Linked DNA regions of Zea mays: region 1 is linked to region 2. Evidence: chromatin contacts called from public Hi-C data. All regions are on one chromosome and are shown on one strand. Each heading gives the region's core, a stretch centred on a gene start, on an enhancer-like site or on the middle of the called end of the contact. The rest is flanking DNA. Distances are from core to core; before and after follow the strand shown. Region 1 holds the start of LOC541654 (maize insect resistance 2). Region 2 holds the start of LOC103629614 (Ternary complex factor MIP1-like).

Region 1 (2,700 bases), core at 52-2,551, 190 kb before region 2:
GAGCAGGCAGCAGAGAGCCGATGGTCTTGTCGTGTTGAACTTTACATATGGTAGCTAGGTACCACTGGGGATAATTAAGTTAATCCGTTATGGTGTGGCAAGTTAATTAATATGTGCGTATCTCTTTTGATGAGTGCCATATATGATGTAATGAAGTTACATAAACTCAAATAAAGTCGTAATCGTAATGGTAAAGTTTGTTTGTTGGTTTGTCAGGCGGGGGAGTATGGGAGTGCAGGGACAGAGATGTTGTGCGGGCGTACTGAGCGCGTATGGAGCTAGAGCGAGGCAATGGAGATGACTGATGAGGACATAGAGAAAGCCGACACACTTACGGCCTCGTCTCCGGCGCTGTGTTTTTTTTTTTGGAGCCAACAATTATGGTTAGTTTGGTGCGAACCTGGATTTGGAATAAAAAATTATGATTTATATCTCTATTTGGCATGTGTTCTATTAACTTAGTTTAGTGCGGATATAGGTTTAGAGCCAACAATTATTCGTTTGAATCTCATTTAGCTTTTTACCGATTAAATGTCTAAATATGGATCCAGATCAGAGGGACAACGGCTTTGTTAAAAAGCACAAGGTTTTTTTTATACTCCACTATTCCAATTTATAATTTGTTTGACCTTTTTCTCTAAGTTTTACTGTCTTGTCTTATTCAAAAATTTTCATAATTATTATTAATTTTTACTCCGATATTGTTTAGCATATAGTATACTTTAAGTATGGTTTTCAATTTTCTATTTTTCACAAAAAAATTGAATAAGATAAGCCAACCAAATTTGACAAAAAATCAAAAGAATTATAATTTAAGATTGAGAAAGTATAAAAAATTAAGATGGTGGAGTGGAACCGTAGAATAACTGATGTTTTAATATGGTAAAGATATAAATATATCAGATAAATAATAAATGAAAAATTGTAAGGACGCACTTTAAAATATGTAGCCATAGTTGTCAAACGTCACTAAACAATAACTTAGGATTAATTTAGTAGACGAAAAAATGAAGAAGATTAATAGAATAAATTTTCTTACTATTTAAAATTGAATAGGGAGAGCGAACGAGCGTCGTGGCTTCACGTGGCGTGGGTTGGACTTGGATGTGGACTACCACGTGCAGCCAAAGAAGTACTGGAGCTTCCAACAGTCTAAGCAGCTATGTGGGTCCATTTGGCATGCTGGGATATTTATCACCTCCGGAAAGGCGGAAACCAACCCAATCCTGCCGAGGCGAGGCGAGCCCTGGGTCAAACTAACTTCAGAGACCGGCTGCTGGTTCTCCACCAAACTAACCAACCATGCGTCCGTCGTCGCGTTACCCGCCGCAACCCGCGCTACTCGCTCTCGCTCTCGCCCTCGCCCTCGCGGCGGCGGCCCCGGAGCTGAGACCCCTCGCCGCCGCCGTCACCGTCACGCCGCCGCCGGAGCGGACGGACGAGGAGGTGCGGCGGCTGTACGAGGAGTGGAGGTCGGAGCACGACGCGGGGCCGAGGCGTGGCGCCACCGGCGGCAGCCTCGGCCCGGGCGAGGACGACGACGCGCGGCGGCTGGAGGTGTTCCGCTACAACCTCCGCTACATCGACGCGCACAACGCGGAGGCGGACGCGGGGCTCCACGGCTTCCGCCTCGGCCTCACCCGCTTCGCCGACCTCACCCTGGAGGAGTACCGCGCCCGCCTCCTCCTTGGCTCCCGCGGCCGCAACGGCACCGCGGTGGGCGTCGTCGGGAGCCGCCGCTACCTGCCCCTAGCCGGGGAGCAGCTCCCCGACGCCGTGGACTGGCGCGAGCGCGGCGCCGTCGCCGAGGTCAAGGACCAGGGCCAATGCGGTCCGTACGTTGTTCCATGCTCTGCTCTTCTGCTTTTTTTCTCCCCCTGCAAGCAGATCTCAAACTTTGGAACAGTCTCTCGAAGTGCATAGTTTGAAGAAAAAAAAAAGTAGCACAAGAAGAATGGATCGGTGGAACTGATTCTAGTTTCACAAGGCTGCATACCAGAGTGGACGTTTTTTTCTCTAAAAGCTTTAGGGCGGGCCAAATCTAGAGAGAAATCTCAAATCTGCATGTTCTTCTGTGAAATTCAGGGCTTAGTTATCTCATGGTTTGGTGGCGTGAGAGGTGCAGGTGCGTGCTGGGCGTTCTCGGCGGTGGCAGCGGTGGAAGGGATCAACAAGATCGTGACAGGCAGCCTCATCTCGCTGTCGGAGCAGGAGCTTATCGACTGCGATAAGTTCCAGGACCAGGGCTGCGATGGCGGCTTAATGGACAATGCTTTCGTGTTCATGATCAAGAACGGCGGGATCGACACCGAGGCCGACTACCCGTTCACTGGCCACGACGGGACGTGCGATCTCAAACTGGTCAGTGTCGATCTGTCATAGGTTTGCGTACTTAACTGTGCTCTGCCCGTTTCTGTGATGGTGTGACGGAGGTTTGCGCTTTGTCTATTTCAGAAAAATACAAGGGTTGTATCCATAGATTCGTTCGAGCGTGTGCCCATCAACTACGAGAGAGCGCTGCAGAAGGCCGTGGCGCACCAGCCTGTTAGTGCCAGCATTGAAGCATCTCGGCGCGCGTTCCAGCTCTACAGTTCTGTAAGTTGCTGTTTAATCGATCCAAGTATGACCGGTGTATATGCTCAACAACATCTATATGCTCGATTGAAACTTGCTGGGTTTTTGAAATTGGGAGCATGTGGA
Region 2 (2,700 bases), core at 90-2,589:
AACATCAGCCAGCTTCCATTTAAGAGGAACAGAGCCCATCACAGCTCGAAACAAAGCGGGATCCTTTCAACTGAAAACAGCATGCTACGAAATTCAGAATTGTAGAGTTCATAAGCCAAGGAAAACACACTTCCTGCTCTAGCTGCGATCTGTACCGATGCATGGTGCACCTTTGTACCGCTTCCCTCTTGGCACTACCAGTGCTGCTGATATCATCCTACAAAAGAAATCACAAGACGCAGTTGCCATCAGATTTCACAAATCACCTGGAACAATTTGGGAACCAATGCGAGAAACGAGCCTTCCATCGGACGATACATCCGAGGCAGGAAAGTGACAACTCCACGAGTACATACAGTGAAGAACTAGCACAAGGGAAAAGCGACGATTTATCGCATGCGAAGGCGGAAGAAAATGTAAAGGGGAGGCTTTGATCATCAGGGAAGCGAGAACCAACCCCGGAGCAGCTGGCCGATGCTGACGCCGACGAGTCGGCGGTCCCCGAGTCCGCCAAGGCGTGGGGTCTCCTCCGGCCGGCGCCGCCAGCCATCCTCCGCACCGCCCTCTGGATCGTCCCGCCCCTGCACACGGCACAAGATGAAAGGAGCCAACTTTGGGCGGACTCCAAGAACCGACGGGTGGGATGAAGCACACTTGCAAGTTGCGAGCTTGCAGTGGCCCATGCTAGCGGCGGAGAGAGAAACAAAGAGGGACTGACAGGGTCACGGAGCGCATCTTGTCGGACGCTGCGGCCGCGGCTGCAGCGGCGGCCAGCGCGTCCTCCGCGCGCACGCACAGCATCCAATCCGCGCGCGCCTCCGATTCTTTACTCCCCCCCTCCTTCCCCCCGCCGCGAACGCGAAGTACAACTCCGGCTGTAAACTAGCCCACGCAGCCGAGCAGAGCCGCGACAGGGCAAACGACAAGGCGGCGGCAGCGGCAGCGGCGGCGGCGCATATGTGTGCACACCACAGCCACAGCCCGTGGACGGACGGAGCGGCACTGTGCTGCCTGCTGCCGCAACTATCTCGGCAGCTCTTGATGACGAGCGACAAGTGTGGCTATGGCTCTACGGCTATGATGATGGCTGCCATGACTAGCTAGCTCCACTCCACCCGGAGCTAGCTAGTACGCGACAAGTAGGCGACGGATGGATGGGGGCAGTCAGGGTCAGACCCACCCCATTGACGCCACACCTGTCGCTTCGCTGCGGCAATAATTGCGTCGCCGAGACCTGGCGACGCAGGCGGGAGGGAGGACGGCGTGCGGGGCAGGGGCCGCTGGGGTGTGGTAAGGCTGGTGCCAGCTATAGTGACGGCGATAGCGCCCAGGCGAGAGCGGGGCGGGAGGCGGGCGAGAGCGACCTGGCGGGTGCTACTGCCACCGTCCGACGATAGGCAGGCGAGAGCGGGGCGACGTGTTGGCGATGGCGTCTTCGCGGGCGAGAGCGAGGGGCGACAGTGAGGTGGCGGCTTCTGATTGGTCCACGTGTGCTATAGCCTGAGGTTGTAGTCTGCTGCAGCCTGTGCACTGGAGCAGCAGAGGCGAGAGTGGAGGCGAGAGCTGACGTGGCAGGGGCGAGAGGGAGGCTGTGCACTGGACTCAGCCTAAGGGGTAGAGCTAGGGCGGGCGTCAAAAAGCGCAGCGGAGTGGTGGCAGATACCCCAGGTTGGTCGGTTCTCTATTGCTCGCGCGTGGGGCGCGGCCGGCGGCCACGGGTCCCCCCGGCGCGGCGCAGTGGGTGGGTCAGTGGGAGGGACGGAGAGTGAAGACTGAAGAGGGCGAGGGCGAAGTTGTTGGAGTTGGTGAGCCAGCCTGCCAGGGGACTAGGGGAGGCAGAAGGCCGGGAAGCCATCAGTTCAGGTCGGGTTTAGAATTGGACCGGTCCGGCCCATTATGTTTCGGGTCAAACAACCCGTCTAGAAGGCTTAAAAAAACTTTTGGACGATGTCACGTAAGTTCAAAGTAGTCTATCCTAAGTCCTAGCTATAAAAACACATCGTGCCTTTGTTGGTCATACTGGTCTAAACTCGGCTCATATATTTAAATCACATAAAATTCAAATATTATAACCACATAAAATTAATGCTGACATCATTTAATCATATAAATTCCAAATATCATTATTACATAAAGTCTATTGTTTATTGAATTAAATAAATTAAATAATATAGATTTATTGGTCGTGCTGGTCCAAGTCCGATTCATAAGTGCGGGCAGCACTAGAGCTCGATGGATTGGAATTTTGGGTCCGTTCTAAACCCGTCTTTACACCATGCTAGACTGTCATATATTATTTTGTATGACATCATGTTTTAAGCTTCTATTTTTAGTCCGTGCTAGCCTAAAAAAAATCGGGCCATATTTCTTGGCGCACTAGTACCGATAACGCCGTGCCTTTTTGCGCGCCGGAAAAGAAATGCCGCCGCGCGCGGCATGCAACTGCGTGAAACTTTCCTGCTCGTCCTTTTACTGACCGCCCGCCATGGATTTTTGTTTGCATTAAGACTGACAGGGCCCGCTTCTCCAGTAGTTCTCTAAAAAATAGCTTGCTAAAATCATGTTTAGCAAGTTGCTAAATAGCTATTGGAAGTAAAAAATAACTTAGTCTCCAATAGTTGCTCATATTTAGGAAGTAGTTCGATTTTAAATCTAGCTTTAGCGGCCCTGTCCCTATGAGATCTGCCTGATAATAAGGTT

The links. Hi-C and Micro-C count contacts between places; a contact is called where the count stands out from the background.
Region 1: a contact with region 2 is called in a Hi-C map of ear, with 1.9 times the contacts expected there. The contact joins the promoter of LOC541654 here to the promoter of LOC103629614 in region 2. A contact is called at or near these places in 9 of 25 Hi-C or Micro-C datasets (ear, endosperm, leaf and 3 more).

What each region holds. Positions count from the first base shown.
Region 1 is chr6:98,630,204-98,632,903 of Zm-B73-REFERENCE-NAM-5.0, reverse strand. LOC541654 (maize insect resistance 2) reads left to right here and starts at 1,301. Exons shown (of 5, transcript NM_001111408.2): 1 at 1,301-1,831; 2 at 2,126-2,361; 3 at 2,455-2,595. The coding sequence starts at 1,303. It overlaps LOC542561 (maize insect resistance 1), which reads left to right. Exons shown (of 4, transcript NM_001398259.1): 4 at 1-195.
Region 2 is chr6:98,443,371-98,446,070 of Zm-B73-REFERENCE-NAM-5.0, reverse strand. It overlaps LOC103629614 (Ternary complex factor MIP1-like), which reads right to left and starts at 1,339. Exons shown (of 12, transcript XM_008650699.4): 1 at 719-1,339; 2 at 458-581; 3 at 131-217. The coding sequence starts at 801.